3 separate regions of the Sus scrofa genome follow, and all the other regions are linked to region 1. The links are chromatin contacts, called in public promoter capture Hi-C maps. All regions are on one chromosome and are shown on one strand. Each heading gives the region's core, a stretch centred on a gene start, on an enhancer-like site or on the middle of the called end of the contact. The rest is flanking DNA. Distances are from core to core; before and after follow the strand shown.

The links. Promoter capture Hi-C pulls out the DNA fragments that hold promoters and counts their contacts.
Region 2: a contact with region 1 is called in a promoter capture Hi-C map of fetal liver, with 2.7 times the contacts expected there. The contact joins the promoter of SDC1 here to the promoter of TTC32 in region 1. A contact is called at or near these places in 2 of 5 promoter capture datasets (fetal liver and liver) and 4 of 47 Hi-C or Micro-C datasets (alveolar macrophages, embryonic fibroblasts, fetal liver and 1 more).
Region 3: a promoter capture Hi-C map of fetal liver shows a contact between it and region 1, with 3 times the contacts expected there. The contact joins the promoter of RHOB here to the promoter of TTC32 in region 1. A contact is called at or near these places in 1 of 5 promoter capture datasets (fetal liver), 2 of 47 Hi-C or Micro-C datasets (embryonic fibroblasts and heart right ventricle) and 1 of 2 datasets of contacts at active chromatin or transcription factors (alveolar macrophages).

What each region holds. Positions count from the first base shown.
Region 1 is chr3:118,270,299-118,275,001 of Sscrofa11.1, forward strand. TTC32 (tetratricopeptide repeat protein 32) reads left to right here and starts at 2,815. Exons shown (of 4, transcript XM_003125338.3): 1 at 2,815-2,863; 2 at 2,866-2,965. The coding sequence starts at 2,815. WDR35 (WD repeat-containing protein 35) reads left to right here. Exons shown (of 29, transcript XM_021087811.1): 27 at 1-2,965.
Region 2 is chr3:117,986,178-117,990,635 of Sscrofa11.1, forward strand. SDC1 (syndecan 1) reads left to right here and starts at 1,408. Exons shown (of 5, transcript NM_001243190.1): 1 at 1,408-1,731. The coding sequence starts at 1,666.
Region 3 is chr3:117,773,390-117,777,706 of Sscrofa11.1, forward strand. It overlaps RHOB (ras homolog family member B), which reads right to left and starts at 2,071. Exons shown (of 1, transcript NM_001123189.1): 1 at 1,481-2,071. The coding sequence starts at 2,071. The coding sequence ends at 1,481.

The DNA.
Region 1 (4,703 bases), core at 1,565-4,064:
TAACATTTAAATTTAACCATCAATGAGCTCAAATATATGCTGGCCATATGTTCAGGTTTTTGAAATAGCAGCTGTAAGGGTGCAGTGTGTTAACACTGCATAATATATTAACAGTCAGAGAAAATCTGGGGGGTGTTGCGACTGTCTACCTTATACACTTAGTAGCACAAGGGTATGACAAGCCCTGCAAGTGGAGGAAAACCTCAGGGGTTCTCGGCTGCTGACAGAATCTCCCCTTGACTTCAGACTTAGGACAAACTGGGGAGTCTGTCAGTATACAAAACCACTGACTTTAAGACAGACTAGGAGTTCCCATCTTGGCGCAGTGGAAATAAATCCGACTGGGAACCATAAGGTTGCAGGTTCAATCCCTGGGTCTCGCTCAGTGGGGCTAAGGATCCAGCATTGCTGTGAACTATGGTGTAGGTCAGCAGCTGTAGCTCCAATTCAACCCCTAGCAAGAGCCAATTCAGATTGTGGGGGCCAGTCTGAAGTGAGCATGGTCGGCTGGAGGCTGGAAGTGTTGCAGCTCAAGTCCAGGATCTGCAGATTAGAGCAGCAGGCTAGAGACAGAATGGTTAGTGCATTCTTCTCAAATTGCTTGTTCCGAAACAAGTTCCCAAGACACTTTTCCCAAACAGAGTATTAATTGTTATTTATTTTTACTGCCCCAGTCAGTGACAGGGAGTCTTTACTGAGGCTCCACAGCCATGGGGCTCAGGCAGGAGGCTGCCCTGTGGGGGAAGGAAGAGCCCATGGAGAAGGCTTATTCAACTACTTGGGGTACAGGTTGTGGTGGTGGTTACATTTCTTGAGGCAGATGGGGTTGCAGGTGAACACGACACTCTCAGCAGGTCATCTTGTAGCTGTATTTTGGGGTGAGCTGGCTGAGGGAAGTCTTGATGCTGCCACCCTGCAGGCAAAGCCCCAAGTGCAGGTGGACTGTGTGGAAGACAGGCGAGAGTCAGAGAGGGACAGCAGCTGAGCCGGGTTCCAGCACCTCAGTCGCTGGGCAGGGCCCTCTAGTGTCCTGTAGATCAGAGCTTCTCAGGTGTGATGGAGACACCACGTCAGAATCCCTTGGATGGACACACCAGACCAAACCTGCTCCACAGAACCTCCATGTTTACATTCCTCATCCTTATCAGATATGTGATTTGCAAATATTTTCTCTCATTCTCTGGGTTATTTGTTGATAGTCTTTTGCTGCACAAAAGGTTTTAATTTTCATAAAGTCCAGTTTGTCTATTTTTCCTTTCACTGCCTGTCCTTTGGTGTCATACCCAAGAAAACATTGCCAAATTCAGTGTCATGAAGACTTTGCTTTATGTTTTCTTCTGAGAACTTAAAATTTTTAGCTCTTACATTTAGGTCTTTAATCCACCTTGGTTAATTTTTTAATGTGGCATTTAGGTCCATCTTCACTCTTTCCAATAAATGGTTTTTTCAGCACCATTTACTGAAAAGACTGTCTTTATGCAAATCCACACTGTTTTGATTACTGTTGCTTTGATAAGTTTTTAATTCAGTGTGAGTCCCAAACTTTATTCTTTTTCAAGATAGTGACACCATGGGATCCTTAACCCCCTAGGTCACCAGGGAATTCCTCAAGACTGTTTTGGCTATTTGGAATCCATCCCTTGGAATTTCTTATGAATTTTAGGATAGATTTTTATATTTCTGTAAAAATACCATTGGGATTTTGATAGGCATTCCATTGAATCTGTAAATTGCTTTAGTATGAACAAGGGATGTCTATTTATGGCTTTAATTTCCTTCATCAACAATTTGCAGTTTCATTATACAAGTCCTTCTCTCCTTGGTTAATTCCTATGTATTTTATTTTTTAAGGTAATTTTATTTTATTTATTATTAATATTATTTTTGCCTTTTAGGGCTGCATCCATGGCATATGGAGGGTCCCAGGCTAGGAACTAATCAGAGCTACAGCTGCCAGCCTACACCACAGCCACAGCAACGCAGTATCCGAGCTGCATCTGCGACTGCATCTGCGACCTACACCACAGCTCAAACCAACGCTGGATCCTTAACCCACTGAGCGAGGCCAGGGATCGAACCCACAACCTCATGGTTCCTAGTCGGATTCGTTCTGCTGAGCCACTACGGGAACTCCTAAACAGTTCAGTCAATTCCTATACTATTCTGGAGGTTTTAAAAGGTTGAGAAATTTGCAGTCTACGGCCTTGGAGTTAATAAAAGGTTGAGTCTGAAATAAGACTCACGACTATGGGACACTAAGCTCCTGGAATTTCAACACAAAATGTCTCAATGTAATCCAGCCGACTGAAAATACCGTCTAGAGGGCGGACGCAGAACCAGAAAAGTGCTGCGATAACAGTAACTCCACGGGCCGTTTAGCCATTCGTAAAACAAACCAAGGTCTTTTACGCTCCCAGCACGATCAGCCACTGCACCCCGCATCCTCCACCATTCGCTGTAACAACGGGCAAAGCTTCTTGCAACTTCTGACCACGGTCTTAGAAACCAGTCTGGAGCTGCCGATCTACTGCTTCTCTGGAAACGAGGCCAGCGGAAGCACCACTCATCAACAAAACCGCACTTTACAGAAGTGTCTCTGTCCGCACAAGTTTTAAAGTTTCTGAGCCCTCCGGGGGCGGTGTCACTGATCTCGCGAGAAGACGGGTCCGCGGAAGGTACAAACTTCCCCCCTGCTTGCTCCGAGGTTTTGCCTACGCGATAAATTCCGGGGTGGGGGAGTGGCCTTGTGGTGCTGCCTCTAGTCGCTCAGAAATCACCCTCAGTTCTACAAGGAAAGCTAGGTCTCCGACTACTATGGAAGGGCAGCAAGGGCAAGAAAGCCCCGTAACCCTCGCACGTGCCCAGGTCATTTCAAGAAAGGCGAATATGCGGAGGCCGAAGCACTGTACTCCGCTTACATTCGCCAGTGCGCCTGTGCGGGCTCCGAGGGAGCGGCGCCCTGGAGGTAAATATCGCGAGATGTGGGGGTGCGGGGTCTCCGCTAGGTGGGAGTAGCCTGGGTTGTCTGATCTCACCACTCAAGGGTACCTCGGGCATTCGTTTAGTTTCCCGAAGGGCGGTGAAGGGAGTATCCTGGCCCGCGGCCCCTCGCGTTCCTCTGGGACACCCACCGGGGAGTCAGAGCACGGGGGTACCGGCTGCCTTTCAGCTTGAGTGTCTTCATTCCTTGTTACTCTGATCCGGTCTTAGAGCGGATAGCGCTTTTCCAGCTGTCATTTTAACAAGTGGGGTATCTGCGACCTGGTGAGGGCGCGATGCCACGGGTGCCACGCTCGCGCACAAAGTACCGCGACTTCAACCACAGCATCACAGCAGGTGTTTTGTTTTTCACTAATGAAAATAAATTTAGTATGGAAATAGTATAATGGACCTCCAGGTAGCCATCACTGGGCTTAAACATTAGTTCATCCCGGACATAATATTATGCATCCATGGATGTTTCAGGATACATTGTTAGATATTAAGGATTTACAAGGACCTAACCTCGGCATTGGTATCACATATCAAATATCAAATATCCAGCTTTAGAGCTTTCCTGATTGATCCGTAAAATTCTTGCTTTGTTGGTTTGTTTTTAGCTGTTGGTTCCAGTTGGGATGCACATCAAATTCACTGTATAGGGCTCGCCTTCGTTTTTCTGCCTTGCAGTTGATTTGGTGAGGAAACCGAATCATGTGTCCCCAGAGTTTCCCCTATTTCGGATTTGCAGTATTCATCCCCCGATGTCATTTAATAGGGCCCTCTGCCTCCTACATGGCTTGTGAGTTGGTAGTTAAATCCTGAGGTTGACCCAATTCAGATGCAGAGTTGTGGTGAGAGTACTGTTAGAAGTGGTGCTGTGTACTTCCAACAGAGAGCGTGGAATGCCTGTCTTTTTTGTGATGTTAGCAACCTCACCTGCTAATACCTGCTTTCCCAAAGAATCTCAGATTGATGCTTGAAGGTGTAACATTTGCTGTGCTCCAAGTTTTGCTGTGGTTGTTCTTGTTGATGGTGTTGAGTGGTCGGATGAGAAGAGAGAACAAGGAGGGTTTGAATGAACAGCTTTTGACAGTTTCGTGTTGTCTGCATTATCACTCTCCTTTTCCCTCAAGGATTTGACTTTTCTTGACAGGATGTCAGCTTGTCTTATTCCGTTTTTGTTTGTTGTTTTTTTTTTTTTTTTTTTTTTTTTTTTTTTTTTTTGGTCTTTTCTAGGGCCATACCTGAAGCATATAGAGGTTTCCAGGTTAGAGGTGGAATTGGAGCTGTAGCCGTCAGCCTACACCAGGGCCACAGCAACGTGGGATCCGAGTCGCATCTGTGACCTACACCACAGCTCAGGGCAATGCCGATCCTTAACCCCACTGAGCAAGGCCAGGGATCGAACCTGCAATCTCATGGTTCCTAGTCAGATTCATTAACCATTGAGCCACCACGGGAACTCCAGCTTGTCTTATTAGTATGTAGCTTGAGATTCTTCTCCTGTTTGTTAAACTTACATAGGATTAAAGAGAAAATTAAATGACTTTTTCATTTCAATAATACCCTAGAATAATAGTTAATAGAAGTTTTGAAACAAGCAGTAAAATAGTATCACCCCCTGCGCCCCCCCAAAAATTATAACATTTTCTTTTAATATCTAAAAGTGCAGCCTTAGCCATAAACCCAATTTCCAAAAAAGTTAGTAAGCATAGAAAATG
Region 2 (4,458 bases), core at 158-2,657, 290 kb before region 1:
CCGAGCCATAGCAGTCACAATGCCAGATCCTTAACCCATTGAGCCGCCAGGGAACTCCCTCAACGGGTCATTTTTATAATATAAAGAGGCTCTAACAAATATTCCTTGACCCCAGTTTTCTTTGTTTTGTGGAGGAGAGAAAAGCAAAATTCCAAACTGACCTATGTTTCCTCCATATTGAGTTGAAAGGGCTAGAGAGCTGACTTCAGACTATGAGCCAGCCCCTGGCAAACACCCTCATGGCTTTCTATTCAAAGGGCCCTTTAACCTGTCAGGACGCCCTGAACTCCTTGGAGAGGTCCTGCCTGGTGCCATGCGGTTAGATGATCCTTGAAATCAAGGCCTAAGAGAACTGCTTCAGGCCTTAAGAACCTGCAGGAGGCTCTGCAGGCGGAGATGGGGACGGTGGGTGGGGAAGTCGGTATCTTTGGTCTCCAGGTCCAAGGTCACATTGCAGGCAGGGCCCGGCAGGTTCTTCCCCTTTTCGTTCAAGGCCATTTGCTCTACAGACCTTCCATGGTCTTTGAACACCTACACAGAGGCTCGGGATTGCTGATGGCACCACTGAGGTCTAAGGCCCCTCAGGGAATCACGAAGGAGCAAAAATGCCAGTGGTGCTTCTCAGACCTGCAGGCTGGAAGTCACCTGGGCCCAAGGCTGTTTACTTTTCCTTTTGACTCAGAGAATGAAGAGAGAGGGCACTGCTTTCTATCAAAAGACACTGAAAAGTCCTTTAAAATTTTTTAATTTTTTTAAACAACCCTTCCTGGGCGTGTCCAGCTGTTTAAAGTAAGGCCCCTAGTTTCCAGCACTGGCAGAAGGCCAGCGCATGTGGAAACTAGTGCTGGGGTGTAGGGTGAGAGGGCGCAGAGAGCACCATCCGCAGCCAGGGAAGGGGCCACTGATTTAAGGGCCCATCACTTCGGGCCCCCGCACAGCCTCAGAAAGTGTTCCCGCCCGGATCCGGGAGTCCAGCGCACCTGGAGGGGGCTCGGTGTTCACGCCCAGAGGGCGCTGCAGACTGGCGCCAGCAATCGAGGACCAACTCCCGCCCCTCCCGCCAGTCTCCCGGGCAGAGCCTCAAAACCCTTGGCCAGGGCGGTAGGGGGGTGCGACCAGTCCCCAACCCCCGGGAACACCGGAGCAGCAGAGCCGAAACCCGGGGAACCGCGGCGCGCGGGGACCGTGGCCCTGGGGGTAGGCGAGGCTCGGCTTCCCTGGCGCGGTGCGGAGGCGGGGCTGGGGAGCCGGGCTTGGGGCGTTCCTTGGGGGCCGGGCCTGTGGCTCAGGGGGCGGGGCGGGGTTCTAGGGGGCGGGGCTCTAGGGGGTGGGGACTGGGGCTGGCCCCGAGACCTGGCGAGCTGGGGGTGGGGGGCGAGTTTTTTGCAACGGCTAAGGGCCTGCGGGTTTATTATAAGGCGGAGCTCGGCGGGAGAGGTGCTAGCGGTAGCTGAGCGGAGCCGGAGGAGTCTAGCACCAGAGCGAGGACTGCAGCCAGGGGACCCCGCAGCCCTCGCCTAGGACAGCAGCGCGCTTGGGCATCGCTCAAGGGAGCTGGGCGCAGCGCAACCCGCAGAGCCGACTCGGAGCCTCGCGCAGACGGCTCAGCGCCGCGCACCCCTGACCCGCGCAACCCGCTGCGCTCCCGCCGCTGGTCCGGGCAGCATGAGGCGCGCGGCGTTTTGGCTCTGGCTCTGCGCGCTGGCGCTGCGCCTGCAGCCGGCCCTCCTGGTGAGTGCGGCCGGGGGCTTGGCCGGGAGGTGGCGGGAAGCCGGGGCTGGCGGATCGGCCGATACCGGCGACCGCACGTGGAGGGGGAGGGGAAGCGGGGACTTCCCCTCTTCCCGCGCTAGCAAGGCTGGCGGGGAGACTAGGAGCCCCGAAATCAGGGCTCTTGACCCAACTGCCTCCGCCGTCGGGGAATGGGGGGGGGGGGCCGTGGGTTCCGCAGCTCCGGGAGGAGGCTTGGGGCGTCCCGTGGAGCAGAGCCTGCGCCGGGGCCCCGAGCTCAATTACGTAAAAGGGCTCCAGTGGCGAAAGAGCCAGCCAGCCAGCGGCGGCTCCTGGGGTCGCCGGCTCCCACCCAGTCACCCCGGGCACTGCGGCGGCAGGGCCCCTCGCCGGTGACCCAGGAGGATGCCGAGATCGCGGCTAATACGCCCCGCCCGCGGACCCTAATTCAAACCAGATCGGTCGAGCCGGAGCGCCCGGCCCCTCTGGCAGAGGCAAGTTTGGGAGCAGCGGAATCGGCGCGGGAGCAGGCGGGCGTGTGCACTAAGGAGCCCCAGCCAGGGCTGCGAGGACGACCGGGGCGGGCGGACAGAGGTGGGGTCTCGGCTGTCCGTTGGCTGGCCGAACGGAGCCAGGCCGGGTGTAGCAGGAGGTTCCGGGAAGTTGGCCTCGGAACGCAAGAGACCCGCAGGAACCCAACTTCTGGGCTGTTGAAGTTGTGCTGCCTGCGGAGGGGCGAGAGCCTGCGCTGGGCACGGTCGGGGCGCGCGGGCTGCTTCCACGCGAGTGGACCCGGGAATGGCTTTACCCCTCCCCCGGCCTGGCTTTGTGCTGGAGCAGCGCGGAGGGAAGGCGGGTCCCTTGGCCCGCCCAGTGGAGCTAGAAGAAAAGGGGGACAAACGTGGAGCCCGAAGCTGGGGGGAGGCCGTGGGGTAGAACTCCAGCACCCACCTTTGGAGAGGGGTGGGTCGCCTCTAAAGAGGGATCTGGCCGACAAAGAGATCCGGAGGGTCCCCAGAAAGTGCTCTCCCGCCCCAGCCGCCGTCCGCTGGCCCGCCTTCCCCAAAGGGGGCGCTTTGTTCTCGGCCCCGGTAACCCTTTCCTGGGAACCGCCCCGCGGCTCCAGCCTACTATGGGCTGAGACCTGGGCTGCCGCCAGGTGTCAGCGCTGGCCGCCGGGTGCTCACGTCCACCCCCACAGCCCCCACAGCCGGTGCCCGAGTCCCAGGGTCCTCTCCTCTGCTCCGTGTGAGCCAGGTCGGCCATCCCCGGGGATGGAGAGGGGAGGTGCGGACCGAGGGGGCTCGCCCCCTTCCGGAAGTGGCGGTCTCTCGCTACCACATCTGGACGGCTCACTTCCCCAGCTCTGGCAAAAGGAGGCACGTGGGAGGGCAAGGAGCGGCGGCCGGGGGTGGGTACCCCGGTCCTCCACTTACAGTGTATTTTCCGGCCAAGTCTCTCGGCAACACCAAGCCAACCCTCTGGAAGCAGGTCCCTCTACAATAATAGTAGCTCTAGTTATTGAGAGCCTTGGGGTATTTTACAGGGTCCGGCTCAGGCAAGGTGTTTTTCAGACCGATCTGTGAGGTGCCTTTCTTGCTTCCCAGGTGACTGCTGTGCTTGGAAGCCTTTCGGAGTCTAGGAAAGGGTCCCCGGTGTCTCGTGAATTGCGGATGAGTTGGAGTGTGTGCCTAAGGGGTGCCCTAGCTGGAGGAGCCTTGGGGGCAGATAGGATTTCTGAGCTGGGTCTCCAGGGTGCTCCTGGTTTTCAGGCGCTTTCAAGACATGGGCATCTGGCTTCTCCTTCGCTCGTGAAGGTCGTGTCTTCTGTGGGATACAGATTGCACCTTGAACCAGTAGTTATGCCCCCACTCTCTCCAGGCTCAAGCTGGGGCCTCAGCAATACTTCACCGATTTCCAGCCAGAGTCAGGAGGAGTGGTGGTGGTGGTTCTGCTGCCTGCCTTCGCCGAGCCTGGCATGCCTCTGAGCCGGGATCCCAGAGCACCCTTTAACTGGAGAAGGCAAATGGGATTAGAGATTCTCTCTGGACGGTGTTCTCCAGGGTGTTTCTGTGAGCTGGGAAGGAGCAGATGTTGTTTTTTTCTTCCTGTCCTGGAAACTTTGATACTTTGCAGAGAAGCAAAACTCACAGCAGAGAGAGGTTGAGTTTCTAGGGGGAAAGGAGGGGCAGAGGAAGGCTCCTTAGAGCTGCAGTGGTGGGAGGGCTTCCTGGAAGGGGTGGTTGAGCTGAGCCTGAAAGCACTAAGCTTTGGGGTCAGACTCTTGGCTCAGAGCTGGGGTTTTCGTTTTCTTTTTTATAGAGTTTGGTTTGTTCTATCTTTCCCAGCTCTGTTCTTTGTCCTTTCTCGTTTACATTTGGTGTCCATATTTCCTTAAAAATGGCGACCTAGGAGTTGTCTTGTGGCCCAGTGGATGTCACTGCAGCAGCCTGGGTTGCCGCTGTGGCGTGGGTTTGATCCTTGGCCTGGGAACTTCCGTATGCTGTAGGCTCCGCCAAAAAAAAAAAAGTGGGGACATAAAATCCTTTTCCAGAGCCCTTTGCTACACTCTTCCTAAAAGAAATAAGACAGCGGGACTTGGTGAAATAGGAGGTGACCACCCGTTGCAGAGATCCGGCCTCGCCCAAAGGATTCACTTTGGCCCTGGTGGGAAGCAGGTCAGAACCCCCTGGGGACCAGTGAGGTAGGGTGTGATCCTGGGCACCT
Region 3 (4,317 bases), core at 821-3,320, 500 kb before region 1:
ACAGGAGCCATTTTATAAATGTCATCATCATAGTCTTTTAATATTTTACATAAAAAACTGTATACACAGCTTATAGAACTTTTATGTAAACATCATAAGCTCACCACTTTGTCATTTGTCAGTTTATTTAAAAAATAAAAAACAAGACAACAATTTAGTAGAAGTACCACTGGGTGGGGAAGGGAAGGGAGAAAGGAGACACGAGGGGCAGGTTCCTTCTCTGTACAGAGATGCAGAGAAAATTTCACACAGCTTTAGAGACTGCCTTGTGGGGGGGGGGAAGGTTTTAGATAGGCCCTAATACTTGTTACTGCCCTTTATCAAAATAGAGTGCACACCTGCACAAATAAAATCGCAAAACAGAACAGTGTTGCCACTTTTTTCAAGAAAAGAAAATTAGTGGTTTCTTCTTCTCCTTGATTTTTAAAAGTTATCATTTTTTTAAAAACATCAGAAGTAGATGAGGTTACAGCGTACAAGTGTGGTCAGAATGCTACTGTCTTATGCAAATGACAAGTGCATTAAGTGTCAAACAATGAAACAATTGTGCAAAGAATTCTTTCCAAAAAAAAAAAAAAACCCAAGTTTTCGCCTTTAAATAAATCAAATAACATCAGTTTCTTGGACTGAACAAATTTCACTTGTAGGACAGGCACAAAGTTCGCTTATGGCAAAAAAACAACCTGCAGCACACTTTCCCTCCTCCTGCCTGTGGCTGATGAGGGGTTCTCCCTGGCTGGCCCGCAGGAGACATGAGTCTGGAAGCTGTGTCCTCTCAGCCCCAAGTCAGTTAGTTGCAAATGTCTTTCCCAGGAGTTGGAAAGATGGCCAAGTCTTGTTCGTGCCTGGATGGACGCCTGACCCAGGCTGGGCCGGAGCTGTTCTCAAGTCCTGTCACTCCACCCACCGCCACCATTAAATAACACCATCCTACCTCCGAAAATAAAATTATATCTATATTTATATAACACCCCATCCACCCCAGCCCTCCCCTCCCGCAGTTCCCGTGGTCTATGTTACAGACAGGGGCATAGCAGGCGCTCGCTGGTTATGGGAGAACATCTGATGATGGGGCGCGGCCGCACCCCGGGGCCAAGCTCGCCTCGGGGTAGCAGAGGCGGGCGTGGGGCAAAAACGGGGCGGGGGGAGTTGAACATACACACAGCCACACCCTCCGAAGAGGCTTGGCTCTTCAGAACAGGGTCTTCGGGGATCCCTTGGCACTCAGCGGGGCGCCCAGGCCTGTGCAACACAGCGGGACGCACACAGACACTTGGAAAGGGGGCGCCCGGTGCCTACCGCGCCGATTCCCGGCGCCAGAGCCACAGCCGCCAGGCCACGGCTGCGGGTCCGGAGGGCAGACGCCAGGCCGTCCGGTGGGGTCCGTGGGGGGGGCGCGGGTCTCCCTTCTCCGGCCTCGTGGGGGACCGGCCGGGGTGGGGGAGCCGTGCCCGCAGGGGCAGGCAGGCGGGCGCGGCCCTCATAGCACCTTGCAGCAGTTGATGCAGCCGTTCTGGGAGCCGTAGCGTTTCTGCAGCGCGGCTCGCGTGGCCGTCTCGAAGACCTCGCGCACGCCCTCCTTGGTCTTGGCAGAGCACTCGAGGTAGTCGTAGGCTTGGATGCGCACGGCCATGGCGCGGCCGTCATCCGTGCGCACGGGTTCCTGCTTCATGCGGGCCAGCTCAGTGCGGACGTGCTCGTCGCTGCGCAGGTCTTTCTTGTTGGCCACCAGGATGATGGGCACGTTGGGGCAGAAGTGCTTCACCTCGGGCACCCACTTCTCGGGGATGTTCTCCAGGGAATCCGGGCTGTCCACCGAGAAGCACATAAGGATCACGTCGGTGTCCGGGTAGGAGAGCGGCCGCAGGCGATCGTAGTCCTCCTGGCCCGCTGTGTCCCACAGCGCCAGCTCCACCTGCTTGCCGTCCACTTCGATGTCGGCCACATAGTTCTCAAAGACTGTGGGCACGTACACCTCAGGGAACTCGTCCTTACTGAACACGATCAGCAGGCACGTCTTGCCGCACGCGCCGTCGCCCACCACCACCAGCTTCTTGCGGATGGCCGCCATGAGCGGGCCGGGCCCGGGCAGCAAGAGGGGGCCCGCGAACGCCTCGCTGCCGTCCCGCTGGCCGCTCACTGCTCACCTCGGGCTGCGCGCTAGGGGCAAGGGTCGCTAGCTGCACCCAGGCCCCGGGGTGGCGCGTTCTCTCGCTGTGCTCAGGAAGCCGCGGCGTGGGCGGTAGGGGCGCGGGAGCATAGGGCGCACCGTACGTCTCCGCGCTGCTCCGGAGCGGTGGCGGCCCTCCTCGCCCCGGATCCGGGGTTGGCGCCTTTGTGCGCAAACGGTGACTAGAGTAGCAGACCCGGCCTAGCTTCCTCCCGGGTCGCTCTAGGCCTCAGCAAAGGTACAGGAAAACGAACGAAAGCAGGCAGACTGCGGTGGCAGATGCAGGCTGCGGCCCTAGCGCCCGCTATTTAAAGAGTTCGGCGACTTTCTTAATATAGCCGCCCAATGGCAAGCGAGCCGACTGAGCTCATCGCTGCGGAGCTTGGCTCTGATTGGCCGTCCGCTGCAGCCCAGGGGCGGGGCCGGGCGAGCTTGATTGACGGCCCAGGCCGCGGGGCTGGGAGAGGCGGCGACCGGGGAGCGTGCGCCGCGGCTGGCGCTGCGGGGCTCCGGCGACACCAGGGTTCCCTCCTTCGCCGCAGCTTCTGCGCGTGGGGCGGGAGGCCAAGAGCTAGCTACCAGGAGCCCGCAGGGCCTGGACGAGAGGTTCAGAAAGAAGCCGCACTTTGTGGGGCGTTAACGACTCCCTCCCACTCAAAATTGCCGCGCTGGCTTCGCAAACTCCCAGCGGGTGGTCGGACCTGTGGGGGACCGAGCGGTTCCTTTAACTTGGTTTTGTTTTTAAGTGAACGCGCGCGCACACACACATTCGTTTGTTCCCAAGCAAGGTCTTTTCCCTTTTCTTTCAGAAGCGGGCCCACCCCTGGTCGAGTCTGCCATCCCTGTCCTTCCACCAGGGTACCCGCCTAGAGCAGCCCGGGGTTTGGATCTTAGAGATGGTGGCTGTAAATTAGGTGACCCTGGGCCGAGCTTCTGGCTCCTCCAAGTCCTATCGCCTACCCCCTTCTCGGCACCCAGCCTAGGTCTTTAGGTAAAGATTCGGAGAAGGAGGGACGGTGAAAAGGGAAGGTCGAGGTTGGTTGCAGAACTTGAGGTCCGCTGGGAAGAAGTTACCAAGCAGAAAAAGGCAGCCTCAGCCCTGGATTTCAAGATTAATTCGGATCCTGGTCATAAGGCAGAGAACTGCCTGAGGTAAACAGTACAATAAAATCCAAATCCCCACCCCCACCCCACTGGGCTAGAAGAGGCTGAGGTCCCCCTGGGGAGTAGCAGGAGAAACTTGAAGGCTGGGACATAGCAAATCAGTGTCTAGTGGGGTGCTAGCTCCTAGTCTCCTGCTATCCACCAGGACTTAATCCATCTCTTCCTTGTATCCTGTAGGAGATGGCACCTGTGTCTGATCTAGAAGCTTCTGAGTGGATGGGTCCCAATGGACAGAAGGGGTGAGAAGAAGGATGGAGGTAGGGAGGGAGGACCACCCAAGGAGGAGGAAGAGCTTGAACCAAAGCAGAGATGTGACAAAGAGTAGGACAGATTCTAGGAACAGAGAATAGCTTACTGGGGCTACCCTCAGTGGAAAGAGAGAGTTGAAACTCAGGAGGCAGGCCAATCATGGAGGACAAGTACCAACTACACAGGTTGGGCCATATCCATTCTAGAGGCAAGGGGATGCTTGTTGGTTTTTCAGCAATGGAGAGACACACTACATCCTGATGAGGTTATTGTCTCATATTTCTGTGTCCCCCTCTGACGAAAAGCTGTTGGAGGGCCTGGATTCTGTCTATCACAGCATCTTGAAGACCCAGCACAATGTCTGACCCTATGCAAGAATCCATAAATGACTGTGGAGAATTGAGCTAAACGCTCATGTACTCAGGTGGAACTTGCTGGGAGTCTCTTACCTCAAACTCCAGACTCTGCTTTACCAACCACCCGATCAAAGCAGGCCAGCCAACTGTAGCGGAGCCACGGTGTTCCCACATATGATTCATATGTTGAGACGTAGGTCCCCAAATGGACACTGCAGATATAACCAGGTCAAATAAGACATGAGTGCCACTAACCCCCGGAATCCATTCTCATTCAAATGACCAGAAGTGCTTCCCACATTGGCTTAGCTCCACTACAATGCCCACTGTTTTTGCTTTTTTATTTTGTTTTTCCAATCTAAGGAACTGGACAGTCCA